5 separate regions of the Mus musculus genome follow, and all the other regions are linked to region 4. A link is a contact called in public HiChIP or PLAC-seq and promoter capture Hi-C data. All regions are on one chromosome and are shown on one strand. Each heading gives the region's core, a stretch centred on a gene start, on an enhancer-like site or on the middle of the called end of the contact. The rest is flanking DNA. Distances are from core to core; before and after follow the strand shown. Region 1 overlaps Efcab14 (EF-hand calcium binding domain 14). Region 2 holds the start of Trabd2b (TraB domain containing 2B). Region 3 holds the start of Atpaf1 (ATP synthase mitochondrial F1 complex assembly factor 1). Region 4 holds the start of Stil (Scl/Tal1 interrupting locus). Region 5 has its middle 15 kb from the start of Dmbx1.

Region 1 (2,700 bases), core at 33-2,532, 770 kb before region 4:
TTTATTGAGACAGTAGGAGTAACTGGAGTGCATCTTAAACTTCTCCCTTATCTATCTATCTATCTATCTATCTATCTATCTATCTATCTATCTATCTATCTATCTATGTACTTATTGTGTATGTGTACATGTGTACATAGTAAGATGCATGTGGAGATCAGAGAAGAACTTGTGGGCGTGGGCTTTCTTCTTCTACCACGTGGCTCCTGCTCAGGGTGTCAGGCTTGCTGGCAAGCATTGAGGCATCTGGCCAGCCTCAGACGAAGCTGTTAAAGGAGTATGAAGCTTCATTCTGGGGTGATAAAAATGCTATGGAATTAAGTCAAGGTGATGGCTATATAATCTTGAGAATATACTAAGGCCCATGCAATTACACAGTTTAAAAGGGTGACATGGAGTATGAATTATATCTCCATTAAAAAAGGACCATAGAAATCTCTGTATCTGTTTGTTTATTTTTTTGGTGGTTAATGCTACCAGTTAATCTGTATTAAAAAAAATAACAAAGATACTATTTAGAAAATGACATTAGAAAATTTCCAACAAAAGCCTTTAACAATTTAAAAAGGATTTGATCCAGGGGTGGTGGTGTATGCCTGTAATCCAGAGTTCAAGACCAGACTCAGATATACAGAGTAGTAAGGTCAACCTGGCTATATGAGGTTGTCTCAAAACAAACAAAAAACATACAAAAAAACCTCAACAAAACAAAACAAAACAAAAACTTTAAACAAACACCAATCAACCAACAAACTAAAAAAATCCAAAAGGGGTTTCAGAGAGATGGATCAGTGGTCAGGAGTTTGTACTCCTCCCCCTGCGGACCAGAGTTCAGTTCCTAGCGTCCGTGTCAGGTAGTTCACAACTGCCTGCAGCTCCAGCTCCAGCTCCAGAAGGATCTGATGTTTCTGGCCTTTGAGAGTGCACACACAATTAAGAATTATAGAAGAAATAAAAAATAAAAAGGACTTGACTGAGTTCTTAAGCTCACTGAAAAGATTATAATACTATAGAAAGAAGAAGGTCACTAGTGTGTGTTTCTTTAAAAGCTTTCCTGATTATTTTTCTTCATTTATTCAAGATCATGCTTTGACTCCACATGCCTCTTGCTGTTTGGTACTTGGGAAGATGTGCTGAAGGGAGGAAAAGCTATTTCTGTGCAAGATCTACTCCATTGAGGAAGTCTCATAAATTCCTGAAAGGCCCTCCTCACTCCTGTTGCTTCGCGGGCCTGGCAGTGCAGCTGGTGAGACCTCAGAAATGCCCTGAGCCAGAAAAGCAGCTGGGATACTTCTTCCCAACAGCAAATGGCTAGATGGGAATTCCTTTCAATAGAGAGTAAATACAATGACTCGCCTTCCCCTCCAGAAAACAAAGGAAAGCCACCCCAGACGGGGCGAAAAGTAATGGTAGTTAAGCATTAACTGCAAGATGAATAAGCAACACAGTCATTCAGTTTCACAGTCCTACCAGGCTCTGTGCTGCAGGCTAGGGAGTGAACAGGAGACTTCCATGAGACTTTCCTCACGGAAGCTAAACTGTTTCTTCCTAGGGAATTTCAACAGTGGCATATGCTAATTAGGAGCAAGTAAAACATGTCATAACGCACAGGAAGCACCTGCTCCAGACCTGGGAGAGCACGATGGCATCTGAACCTAAGTGAAGAACCAGTGCAAGGTATGTGGTCAGAACTGGACGACTTTCCAGACGGCAAGAGACAACCAGGAAGCCTCACCATCACAATGAAGAGTACAAGACACTACTGAGAACAAGGCAGACATTGTTCTATGACATATAGCCTTTGTATGAATACTTATTCTGCTCGCTGTCAGAATCCCAGAGGGCCTGTTGCAGGGAAACAGTCAACTTTGACTTGTTTTGCTAATCTAACAGAATTGTGTTTGCTTTTTCTGTCCTCTGCTTTAGACAACCTATCCTTATGGAAAGAAAGGGACATTTTTGGAGACATGATCTCACTATATAGAGCACAGGCTGGCCTCAATATCTTTATTGTTGTGCCTCAGTTGAGATTATAGGTATATGCACTGTGTCTGGCTGAGACTGTATCCTTATTTTTTTTTTTTATTTTATTTTTTTTTTTTTGAGACAGGGTTTCTCTGTGTACCCTTGGCTGTCCTGGAACTCACTTTGTAGACCAGGCTGGCTTCGAACTCAGAAATCCGCCTGCCTCTGCCTCCCAAAAAGCATATGCCACCACCGCCCGGCAAGATTGTATCTTATACTGTATTCCATCCTTTGACATGGGGTCTGGAGGGCACTTAGTGAATGACTGAAGACCTTAAACAACATTTAAGAGAAAGGTAGTATGGAAGCTTTAGAGTCAGCCTCAGCTTGAATTCTGTCTCAACCAATTAACTGCTGTTTAGATGTGGGCAGCTTTCTGTATCTGGCCCAACAATGTTAGCTATAAATTGTGTGTGTGTGTGTTTCTGTGCGTGTACCTGTGTATTTGCAGGTATGTGGAGGCCAGAGGGCAATCTCAGGTGTTACTCCTCAGGTACTGTCCACCTTTTAAAATAGATGATTATTATGTTTGTGTATGATGTGTGTGGGTGTGGGTGTACACATGTCATATGTTGAGCTCAGAGGACAACTTCATACTCAACTCTCTGCTTTTGTCTTTATGTTAGTTCTGGGGACTGACCTTAGATCATTAGGCTGTAAGTGCTATTAGGCACT
Region 2 (2,700 bases), core at 125-2,624, 590 kb after region 4:
TCCCCCCACCAAAAAGGTGAGCCTAGCTCTCCATTTCCAAGTCTGTCTTTGTCTGTGACCTAGGCACACACTATGGTTGTTTTTTCCAGTATCAATTAGGATTTGGAAAGAAACAGGAGTAGGGGACTATCTCCCAAGCAAAGTCAGTTTCCATCTAGAAAAGTCCCTGGAGTGACCACTGACCACTTAACAAACTTTAGGTCAACTCATAACATATTCCTCCCTGATTCTGGCACAAATGAAAAGTATTTATTGTGGGTGGTGGACACAGAACCATAGTTTACCAACAAACCTTACAAATGTGAATGCACAATAGACAGTGCCTACCAGCTATCCAGCTGGTTTCTTGCACAAGGCAGACTGCTAGCTGTGCACCTTGCCCAAGGCCAACCTATGCCCTGCTAATAGGGTAGCACAGGAAGATCCTGCAACAGTATTCTCGTCTCCTGGCATCTAGTTCAGGATGATTGCCAACGCATTAATCTATATTTGAAGATAAGGGCATTGCAGGAAAAAATATCAAGAGATGCCGGGTTTGGAGAGGAAAGTTGGGAGAAGCAATAATTACTTGGTGCCCTTAGGAAAATATTAGACAAGCAAGTTCATCCTGTCATTTCCGTTTCTCTCCTATGATATCTTACCCTTTTCAGGAAACAGGGGCATTTGGGACAATCGGTACTGGGTAGGGTCTGGGGTACAGAGGGAGAGGAGTGAGAATGAGCACCAGGGTTGGAGGATCCAGCCTTAGGTCAGAAAAAGGGTCAAGGAGAGGGAGGGATGCCTGGCCTGGGGCACTGTGTGAATGAAACAGCAAAAGGGTTGGAAGTCAGGGTGTAGAAAAGGGTACTAGGTGTTGGGAAGATGAAGTCAGAAGAAGGCAACCAAAGGGTAAAGGTAGGATAAAAGACAGGAGAGTTAGAAGCGGACACAGAGAGGGGATCCATCCAACCAAGACCAAAAGTCTAGGGGAAACTGTCCGCGAGTGGAGAAGGAACCATCTGGGCTGGGCTCAGACTTGGAGTCCGGGAGGACAGATGCTAGGGAAGGGAGCCCAGGCTGTGCCCAGAGGGCGGAGGTGGAGCGAGTGGGCTGAATGGAGAAGGCTGGTCCCAAACCCTGGCCCCTCAGGCTGGAGTGTCCAGGCAGGCGGGAGAGTGGCAGGGCTGGTGCTCGCTCACCGATCCAGGCGGCCGGCACTGTCCTCCGTCGGGGGGTTGCGGACGGGCGCGGGCGGTGGCAAGGAGGGCGGCTAGCAGCGGCCCCGCCAGGGCGGCGTGCATCCTGCCGGGGCCCGCGGGACGCGGGGGTCCCTCTTGGGCAGCGCCCCCTCAGCAGGGCGGGGAGCCCCCAGCTGGGCACCGAGGATCTTCTGGAGCACAGGGCTCCAGGCGCGAGATGCTGGGAGCCCGCTGGGGCGTGGCTGGATGTCCCTGTCGGACCTGGGGGTCTCTCTGGGGCGGGGCTCCGGTCTGTTGGAAGAGGGGGATCCTCTGGGGCGGGGCCCCTCACCAGGGCGCGCAGCCGGGTTGGCCGAGCCCCGGAATTCTGAGAGCGCGCAGGGGTCCTAGAGCGCGTGGGGGTCCCGGAGCCGCGTCAGGGTCCAGGGGTACGCGGGGCTCCTGGGGCAGTCCTGAGATTCCAGGGTGAGCGGGGGAACTCGGGTTATGCTGGGCACCCGGGGCGCGCAAGGGTCCCAGGGGTGCGCGGCGCTCCAGGGGGCGCGCAGTGGGACAAGTGCGGCAGAGGGCGCGGCGGGGCGGGGGTCTGCTCTGAGGTGCCGGGCTGCCCCCGAGCCCGGCTCAGAGGGGCGGCGGGCGGCCGCGCGGCCGCTGCCCGGGCTCCGCCATGCTGCTCCGCGGCCGGGAGGGAGGGAGAGAGGAGGGCGGGAGAGCGGCGCGGAGCCGGGCCGGGCGGGGGGCTGGGGCCGCCGGGCGGGGGAGGGGAGGACCCGGCGCGGGAGGCGGGGGGCCGGGGCCGCGGCGGGCCGGGCCGGGCCGGGCCGCAGGGAGTCGGAGCGAGCTCGGCGCCCGGGCGCGGCGAGGCGGGGTCTGCCGGGCATGGCAGGCGCTCGCTGGCTCCGCGCTCGCTCTCTCGCTCGTTCCCTCGCACGCGCGCGGAGGGAGGCGAAGCCCGCAGCAGCCACTTCCCAACTTTCCAAACTTCCCAGCGCAACTTTTTCCTCTCCTCCCCTGCCTGCGCCTCCTCCCTCCTCCCTCTCCTTTCCTCTCCTCTCTCCAGCTCTGCGCCGGGATGTAGCTCCTGAGCGCTACCGCCAGAGGGCGTCTGGCTCAGTGGACCTTGGGTTAAGGTGGAAGTCCAATGGTCAGGCTGAGACAAATTTGGGAACATGGGCCAGTTTCTCAGAGCACATCTGCGAGGCCTGGCGAGAGTAAGCAGTTAACAGGACAGGATTTGTGTAGGCACTTCGAGGTATATCGGAGAATGAGATGGTCACTGGAGATCCAGAAAACGTGGTATTTGCTTACAACGTTTTGTCATGCTGCTGTGCCTAACACCACCACATGTGTTCCTAGGCACTCTGCAAAGACCCACTACATTAAATTAAAACATGTCTAAAGAACATAAAACAATTAGAATTCCTTGGAAGCTCCATTCAGTCAGTCATTCTCCTGTCTGTTTCTCTGGGTGTACACACACACACACACACACACACACACACACACCGCTGTTGTTAAACAA
Region 3 (2,700 bases), core at 37-2,536, 780 kb before region 4:
AGAAAATGCTTTACAGCAGGATCTCATGGAGGCATTTCCTCAACTGAAGCTCCTTTCTCTGTGATAACTCCAGCTTGTGTCAAGTTGACACACCAAACCAGCCAGTACACCTAGTTAGAGGATGCTGCTGCCCCGCGTGAAGACGAAGAACTTAAGGGAGTGGAATTAAAATGAGACAAAATGCAGAGAACTTCTAGCCGGTAACGTCTGGCTTCCTTTCAGAAGTGCCTTCCTATAGCACCAAACTCTCAGACCACCATTCCTTACCTTCATCCTTCGTCCTGGAACTAGGCACCCACTCTACCTACCTTAACAGCCATAACCCTACGACACTTTTCCTCCTCAGTGCTGGAGATGGAACTCAAGGCCCAGTGCATAGTAAGCAAGTTCTCTTCTACTAAGCCACACCTCTTTCATCTTCACGGTTTACCTTCTGGAAGCTGACGCCTTAGGAACCCTGGTTACAGTCAGATAAACCTTAACCAACTGTGTGACCTCGGGCAAGACTCTACCTCTCTCCAGATCCCTACATTTCCTTAGTGAGAGGGTTCAATGGGCAATACAAACGTAACATTATCATATCAGTCTTTGCCACAATCCCAGTCTCCTTGTCCAGGCAGTCAGGGCCCTAAGCTGGGAGAGCCTGTGAACTTGATCTCTCAGGCAGGTATCTGCTGACTCAACATGTGACCTTGAGCAAATCAAATGCCTTCGCTGAAGGTCTTCATTTTCATCTTCCTAAGTAGGGGACAACTTTCTCTGAGCTGTCTTCTTCATAGGGCTTTAAAGAGTGTTTTGACGACTGTGGAAAGACCCAAAGAGTCTGCAGAGATGTGACTTTAGGCAAGTGGCCTGGCCTCTCTGAACTTGGAAACAAACTATTGGTATAGCAGGGCCAGGGCAAGCCCACCGTCCCGGAGAGTAGTGCATGCCGGAAGCTCTGCCCGCCGGTCGTGAGTCCCCACCCCCACCCGACCAGGACCGCACCTGCGCAGCTGCTGGATCTTGTCCCGGTAGCGGTCGTAGAAGGGGTTCGCTTCCAGCTCGCTGACCCCACTGCCGTCTGCTCCCTCGGGGGGCAGGCCCGAGCCCCGGCGCACCGGGAACACGCGCAACTGTGCCGGTGACACGAACCCCAGCCCCAGGGCGCGGCTGCGCACTGCACACAGGCCTCGGTAGAGACCCGCCACCTGCAGGACTGCGGGGCACGCTCCACCCGCAGCGGACACTACCGCCGCCATGGCCGCCTGCGACTCCCCCTCCTCCTCCTCGGGCGCGTCAGCCTCGGCCCCCGGCCCGCGCGCCTGCTCCATCTCCCGCAAGGTCCGCGAGGCCCGCGTTCCGCCACCGAGGTTCCGCGCGCTCAAGGTTCCGGGTGCTGGAGTGGAGAAGGGACAACGACGCTTCGGGCTGGCAGCTCCCGGTTCTGCCCACCCGCTCTAGGGGTGTCGTGGCGCGTCTCCTCCCGGGAGTCTGCCAGGATTCACCCCACCCCCTACCCCCGACCAGCAGCCTCTGCGCGCCAGGCTTCTGGAAAGCTGGCTTGCATCTTCGGGTTCTCACAGGGCTTGCCCCTTTTCTAAATTTACTTGGCACTAGCTGTAACAGTTTCTTTAGCTGCAAAGGATGTCTGAACATCATAGCTGAAGCTTCTCTTTATCAGTGTCTATTTGCAGAAGGTTCCATTGGCCTCATACCCTATGAAGTAGATATTAACCTCATTTTACAGATGGAGAAGCTAAACAGGCTGTGAACCATTAAAGTAGTAAGTTCCACCTAAAAGCTAAGCTTTTTAAAAACGCAATGCCTCTGAAGTCTGGGTTCCTTCCTGGCATTTAATTGAACTACTTTCCTCAGAGACATAAGGAATTATCCTGGACAAGTCTTTATTTGGGCTCTCCCCTTCTCAACCAAAATGTCACCATCTTCATTTGCTGAACCAAACTTGAGCTTAGGAACAATGGTATCTCACCTGCTACCATCCAAAGCAGACCTTATGTGAGGGCAGTCACATGGAAGTCCTTATCTGGACCTTAGTTGATAGGAACCTCTCCCGAGGCAGGAACAGGGACTCCAAACTCTGTTCAATACAGCCTGCGCTCAGACATCAGACTCTCGATGCTGGGACAGTGCATTGGGAGATATGGAAGTCTGACTTTGCTGGCCTGTACCTGGCTCAGAATTTTTCCACGTGCTGTTTCCTCTGCTCAAACAGGCATGCATTGCCTCCTCCTCATCTGGAACTCAGTTCTCTCAGCGCCTCAAAGAGACCTCTAGAGAAACCTCCCCATCCTTTAAAAAAAAAAATTGTGTTCAAGTGTGGTGAAGCACATGTGGAAATCAGAAGACAATTTTGTGAAATAGGCTCTCTCCTTCTTTTCCAGTTTCCAACTCCTTTCCAGCTGATCTAATTCAGCTCTCCAGGCTCACAGGGCAAGTGCTTTTAAGCTGCTGAGCCATCTCTCCCCCATTCCTCCTTATAGTCTATCTTTACTCTTCCCCCACCCAGAGCTGAGGACTGAACCCAGGGCCTTGTGTAAGCACTCTACTAAGCTAAATCCCCAACCCTTTCCAGTCTTTTTTTTTTTTTTTTTTTTGGTTTTTCGAGACAGGGTTTCTCTGTATAGCCCTGGCTATCCTGGAACTCACTCGGTAGACCAGGCTGGCCTCGAACTCAGAAATCCACCTGCCTCTGCCTCC
Region 4 (2,700 bases), core at 41-2,540:
TTTAAGGATCAATTAAAACTTATCCCAGAGATATGAAACTTCTTGAAATACAGGCTTGTTTTTCTTGTTTGTTTGTTTGCTTGTTTTAAAAGAAGCCTTTCTTTAGCAGTTGACTGCCATGGTATCAGTAATCACACTGATAACTCTACCCCCACAAAGTATAAGTTTTCCTCACCAACAGGAATGACTTAAGTGCCTGTCTCTCCTTTCATGCATTAGGTCTTTCTCATCTGAAAGCCACCAAATGAGATTTGATAACTAGCTCATCTTGATAGTATTACTTATAAAGCTAATGGAGCCAAAGCTGTACAAACCTGTACCTAACAAAAATAGTCTGCTCAGGGAATGTCTTCATTGTGCAGCAAATGAGGACCATCAAGTCACCCTCACCTCTTCTCCCTCTTACCCATAGAAAGTTCTTTCTGGCCTCCCACCTTAGCTGTCCTCCTCAGCCCAGCCAGATTTACTGACAAGTCCCTCCAGTGCAGACACAAATGGGTTTATGTACAAGTTTTTCCCCTGACTAGAAAGTCAATAGCTTTTCTTCATATATAAAATAAAAACCCTTCATATTAAGGTCCTACCCAATTACTGCAACCATAACCCCGGTCACTCATCCTCCAGTCCTAACTCGACTATCAGCAGTCGATAGGACTACACAGGCTGTCCTCCCCTTCCTTTGGAATTTCCTACTAAATCCTATCATCCAACCCCCAACACGAATGTGCAATCTCTCAGGGTGACATCACTGTCTTTGTGTTCAGACACTGTACGTCCACGCCTCACTTTTGACATAGGTCTACTTCCTGTAGACCACGGACTATAAACACGTAATAGATTCCTTACACAGTCTGGGTCAGATAGAAAGAATGCAAAAAAGCAAGGATCAGGGTTTCAGTCTCCAAGAAATTTCTACAGTGAAGTCAATCTGAGGCACGTCACAATGTAAACTTCTTTCCCATTTTTTAGCAGTGAGGTCCGCCTTCTTTCTCCCCTGGCGGCCCTGTGGTCATCGGTTCCACCGCGCTAACTCCGACCTTACAGGCCGCTTGTTACTCACCGTGCTTCCCGGGCCCGTAGGGCGCCTCGGGGAATCAGGAGCTCAAAGATCCACCGTCGCTGTTGTCACGGCCGCCGCCAAGCTAGGGTTTGGTTGTTGGGCCCGTTTGTTGGGCACGCAGAGTCAGGATCCAGGTAGCGTCTCAGATGACTGCGGCCCCGCCTCTGGGACGTTGGGGTCGCGGGAACCGAGGCGGCAAGCGCTCGCTGGAGGGAACCAAAGGGCGCGCCGCGCCTGCTGATTGGCCAGAAGCCCGGCCAGTCCCGCTGCAGGGGCGGTACCACGGTCGTCACGCAACGTCTCAACTGCAGACTGCTGTGACGACCAATCGGAGCCCAGCCTGGGATTAGCGCTCGCCCTATCCCAAGGTTCTTTAAAGAACCGAGGGCGCCATCGCAGCTCTGTGTCACTACTCAGAGGATTTAAACCTTCATTTGGTCAACGGTTAAGTTCCGGTTTGGCTGGCATTGGCCAAACGCATGCGCAGTTAAAAAAAGAAATCCCGGCTGGTTTGCTGGAAGTGCTTCCTGCACAGATTGTGGTCTGACTGCTGGGATCCACTTAGCCAAGCTTGGTTCTCCCCTGTAATTCCTGCGCTCTTCCGAGGCAGGTGCTGAGACAGGAGGCTCGCCACGAGTTAGAGACAAGCTGGAATTATTTAGAGACCCTGTCTCAAAAGACTAGAGTCGAGTGTGGTGGTGCGCCGCCTTAGTCCCAGCTTTGAAGAGGTGGGTGGAGGCAGAGAGGTCTTCTAAGCTACGAAGCAAATCAAAGACCAACTTGGTCTGCATGAGACCCTGTCTCAGGAGAAAAAAAGTTTTCAAGCCCTTAGATGATCAGAGATAGAGGAGGTTAAATTTGCTTTAAGTTGTTTCTAAAATATGATCGATCTTACCAATTTTGGGAAATTCCTTCTCGTTGAACAGAAAATACTGGTGGCTATTTATACTTATTTCCAGTGCTGATATTGGGGACAGTTGTGGTGTGTGATTTATGTGTGCGTGCTGCCAGAGGTCCATGTTGGAGATCTTTGAGATGATCAGGCATTCGTTGTAATTAAAACAAAACAAGAAAAGACTTAAATTAAAAAGGAAGCACGTCTATAGTGTTAGGGGAAGGTAGCAAACGTGTTCTTAGGATTAGTTCATGTTACATTAAACTTTGTGTATTTTTTAAAAGGCAGGTAAAAATCTAAATACATAAAAGACTTTAAATTAATAATGTATCAATGTTGGGTTAATAGAAACAAATGTACATACTTATATAAGATGTTAAAAAAAAAAAGAGGAAAGTGCGTGGGAGGTGTGCTTCATTTATTTTCTGTATATCTGAGACTGTTCTGGGAGGCTAGTATGCAGCTAAGTAGTAGTGTAGGACCCCAGCATGTGCAGGGTCCTGGGTTGAGTGACTAGCACCACACACTAAGTAAATACTTTTAACAGGTAAAATCTGGGGCTGTAGAGATAGCTCAGTGGTTAAGAGCACTTGCTGATCTTGCAGATCATCTTGGTTGCCGGCATCCTGGTTAGATAGATCACAGTTGTCTTCTGGCCTCCTTGGGCACACCCATCCCTGGCTGCCACACATGCATAGCCCATAAATAAATCTTAAAAGGTTATGAAACCCAGTGCTTGTGGTAG
Region 5 (2,700 bases), core at 195-2,694, 950 kb before region 4:
CCATGCTAAAGGTGATGATGCTACAGGCTCAGAAGATAATACAGCTAGGAACCATAGGAACTCTCAGGGCTAAGATCTTCATCAGACATCAGATGGTGATGATAGTGATGATAGAACTGGCTGGCTGGGTAGAGCAATGGTGAGCACTGTGTACAAGCAGAAACAGGGTTGGGTTGCAGGGATTAGGGATGCCCATGAGGGTGGCTTGGGTGGCGGTCGGTGGCATTAAAGGAGGAGGTGAAGGTGATGGTGGTATGCAAGGCATAAGAACAACATTCACTGTCACCTATAATCCCAGCACCTGGGAGGCTGAGCCAGGAGTATTTTGAGTTTGAGGCCAGGTTGGGTTGCCTAGTGAAACTCTGGGGAAAGAAAAGAAAAGAAAGGAAAGGAAAGAAAAGAAAGGAAAGGAAAGGAAAGGAAAGGAAAGGAAAGGAAAGGAAAGGAAAGGAAAGGAAAAGGAAAGGAAAAGAAAAGAAAAGAAAAGAAATGAAAAAAAAGAAAAAAACCCAAAACCCTGAAAAACACGTAGTGGCTGAGCTCAGCTTTTTGGTTGGAGGATCACACTCTTCCAGGTTTTTTAGGCCTCTGGGAGGACTGATTTTCAGTAAGACTGAAGTCAAGGAGGGAGCAAAAATATCTTGTTCTATTGATCAACTAGGATCTTTGGGTCCCGGGTAGTGAAAAGGACAGAGGGAGGCAGACAGTGCTGCAGGGGCAGCTGGAGCTTGCCTTGCCCGGTTTCTTCCTGCTTCTCCTGGCCTTTGTCACTCTCTAAGCCCAGTATGTCTGCTCCTAAGAGTGGTCCCCACTAACGGTGCAGACAATGCCATAGGTAAGCCACCCATCCCATTATGGAACTCTGCTGGCCTTGTCTGCCCAGCGCAGGCCTGCCTGCTTCTTTCTGGCTGCTGCACTGAGCAGCAGTCTTAATAGAGAATCCGCCTCTGCGCTGCGGCTCCCCGCCCGCCCGCCCATCCCTATTATCGGCACCATCAACGGCGGCAAATGACACTCTCGGAATCTTGACTCCAATCTGATGCCTGGTCCCCGGGGCCGAGGAGAGGCGCAGGCCAGCTAGGCTGGGGGGCTGGGGAGGGGGTGTGCAGTAATAGGATGTGGCCGAGGATAGTCTATTAGCATTGCTGGAAATGTTGATGAGCCCCCTTTCTGGCCCCTTGTCGTCCCATCCTCGCTCAGCCAGACACTGAGGAGGCCTTGGTGGGGGTGGGGGGAATAGTTTGTGGGGCTGGGGCTGGGGTCCAGATATCAAGCTCCCTTGGGGACCATAGACCTTAGAGGAAGGTCAAGAAAATAGTTTATTTAGCCTTTTAGCCTTCTGACCACTGATCTGGGAGGAAGAGGGAGTGGGGTCCTTTCTAGCAGGGAGCACGTGATTTTTCCATTTCCAAAACAATGGGTCCTGGGGCTTCAGGTCTGGAAGGAGCCCCAAGGAGCAGTCCTCCCACCCACTCTCCCTTTTCCGGCCTCTTGAAAGTAAGCTGTTCAGTTCCTCCCTGGGATGCTTGCTAAGTGTTTCCTCTTTGGGAGTTCTGATTGGCTTTTCTCAGTATCAGCATCCTGAGATGCCTAGAGGTCACCTACCCACAAGACAGCTTCCCTGGGTTTGGAGAGGAAGTTAGGTCTCAAGCCTGTTTTCCTGGGCTACCTCAGTTCCTCATGGCTGCAGATCTGTTGGCCTGTGTGTAATGTGTTTATGGAAGGGTAGTAAAAGGCTGAGCCCAACCACAAGGTACAGAAGAGGCAGGGGAGATAGTGGGTAGAACCCCGGATGCATGAATGCAGAATAGTCGGATTCTAACCCAGTCCAGTTGCTTTGAGACCCTAGGAGAGCTACACACTGTCATCCTAAGTGCTTCTCCTTGCCCTGCCCTCTCTTCAACTGTCCTTTTTAGGATGATGAGCTAGGAGAGGTGGCACACACCCATATCCCAGTACCTGGGTTAGAACCACCAGGAGTTCAAGGTCATTATCAGCTACATAGTGAGTTCAAGGCCAGCCCAGGCTCCATGAGCCCTTGTCAAACAAACAAACAAACAAGCAAACAAACAAACAAAACTGGACCCCAAATTTGAAGAGAAAACGAAGCCCCTCAGGAGACTGAGGAGTTCTAATAGCTCATTGCTTTGGGAAGCCATGCATTTGGGGCTCGATGATATACAATAGAGTCAAGTTAACACCTCTCTTCTGTCCATGAAAACAGCTTGAAGGGGATGGGAGAAAATGAAGCAAAATGTAGAATGTGGTGTTGGGCCTGGCTCTATGGGACAGGCAAATGGGTGAGAGGGTAGAAGGCCTATCCTGTCTGGCTCTGTCCTATCCTGAAGGGTGTCTGACAAGTTGGAAGCCAGAGCACCTAGGCCAGCAAGACTGAACTTCTTAAAGCCCAGCTTTGCCAGAAGAAGAAGAGGTTGGACTAGCTGATCCAGGAAGGGGAAGAAAGAGCCATAGCCAGCTCTCCCCTCCCCCAAGCCTGGGCTTCTAAGCATCACGCCGAACTCAATCTGTTCTGCCCACTGCTTCCACCATGCCCCAGAGTCCAGAGGCCACAGACGGTCAAGCTGTTTGCCTCTGCTGAGTGGCTGCCCTCGGTGCCCCCAGCAGGGGCCTGGCCATCAGTCACAGGGCTGGCAGTCCTCAGGGCTGGACATAGAGCCTTATGGGCAGGGATAGATGTAG

Evidence for each region. Promoter capture Hi-C pulls out the DNA fragments that hold promoters and counts their contacts. HiChIP or PLAC-seq counts read pairs in DNA pulled down with a chosen protein or histone mark.
Region 1: a contact with region 4 is called in an H3K27ac HiChIP or PLAC-seq map of trophoblast stem cells, with 6 times the contacts expected there. The contact joins the enhancer-like site here to the promoter of Stil in region 4. A contact is called at or near these places in 5 of 115 datasets of contacts at active chromatin or transcription factors (the 230-238 cell line, bone marrow-derived macrophages, embryonic stem cells and 2 more).
Region 2: a contact with region 4 is called in an H3K4me3 HiChIP or PLAC-seq map of stem cell-derived neural progenitor cells, with 18 read pairs. The contact joins the promoter of Trabd2b here to the promoter of Stil in region 4. A contact is called at or near these places in 5 of 39 promoter capture datasets (the 3T3-L1 cell line, cranial neural crest, frontonasal cranial neural crest and 2 more) and 1 of 115 datasets of contacts at active chromatin or transcription factors (stem cell-derived neural progenitor cells).
Region 3: a promoter capture Hi-C map of the HPC-7 cell line shows a contact between it and region 4. The contact joins the promoter of Atpaf1 here to the promoter of Stil in region 4. A contact is called at or near these places in 12 of 39 promoter capture datasets (the 3T3-L1 cell line, the C10 cell line, the HPC-7 cell line and 7 more), 6 of 115 datasets of contacts at active chromatin or transcription factors (bone marrow-derived macrophages, embryonic stem cells, large pre-B cells and 1 more) and 1 of 9 other capture datasets (embryonic stem cells).
Region 5: a contact with region 4 is called in an H3K27ac HiChIP or PLAC-seq map of embryonic stem cells, with 5 times the contacts expected there. The contact joins the enhancer-like site here to the promoter of Stil in region 4. A contact is called at or near these places in 4 of 39 promoter capture datasets (embryonic stem cells, hippocampal neurons and stem cell-derived epiblast-like cells), 1 of 484 Hi-C or Micro-C datasets (embryonic stem cells), 5 of 115 datasets of contacts at active chromatin or transcription factors (embryonic stem cells, large pre-B cells and stem cell-derived neural progenitor cells) and 1 of 9 other capture datasets (embryonic stem cells).

The regions. Positions count from the first base shown.
Region 1 is chr4:115,766,828-115,769,527 of GRCm38.p6, reverse strand. The region is part of intron 10 of Efcab14 (EF-hand calcium binding domain 14); the gene reads right to left. Among named protein-coding and RNA genes, the nearest start is that of Tex38, 13 kb to the left of the region's middle. Within about 2 kb of position 1,282, at least 43 of the 459 cell types and tissues checked have an H3K27ac peak or open chromatin away from gene starts, as enhancers often do. A contact at or near this core is called in extraembryonic endoderm stem cells and trophoblast stem cells, where this site is marked.
Region 2 is chr4:114,405,398-114,408,097 of GRCm38.p6, reverse strand. It overlaps Trabd2b (TraB domain containing 2B), which reads right to left and starts at 1,374. Exons shown (of 7, transcript NM_001085549.1): 1 at 1,179-1,374. The coding sequence starts at 1,280.
Region 3 is chr4:115,783,592-115,786,291 of GRCm38.p6, reverse strand. It overlaps Atpaf1 (ATP synthase mitochondrial F1 complex assembly factor 1), which reads right to left and starts at 1,286. Exons shown (of 9, transcript NM_001369233.1): 1 at 988-1,286. The coding sequence starts at 1,241.
Region 4 is chr4:114,998,708-115,001,407 of GRCm38.p6, reverse strand. It overlaps Stil (Scl/Tal1 interrupting locus), which reads right to left and starts at 1,290. Exons shown (of 17, transcript NM_009185.3): 1 at 1,061-1,290.
Region 5 is chr4:115,953,620-115,956,319 of GRCm38.p6, reverse strand. No RefSeq gene overlaps it. Among named protein-coding and RNA genes, the nearest start is that of Dmbx1, 15 kb to the right of the region's middle. Within about 2 kb of position 1,444, at least 6 of the 459 cell types and tissues checked have an H3K27ac peak or open chromatin away from gene starts, as enhancers often do. A contact at or near this core is called in embryonic stem cells, where this site is marked.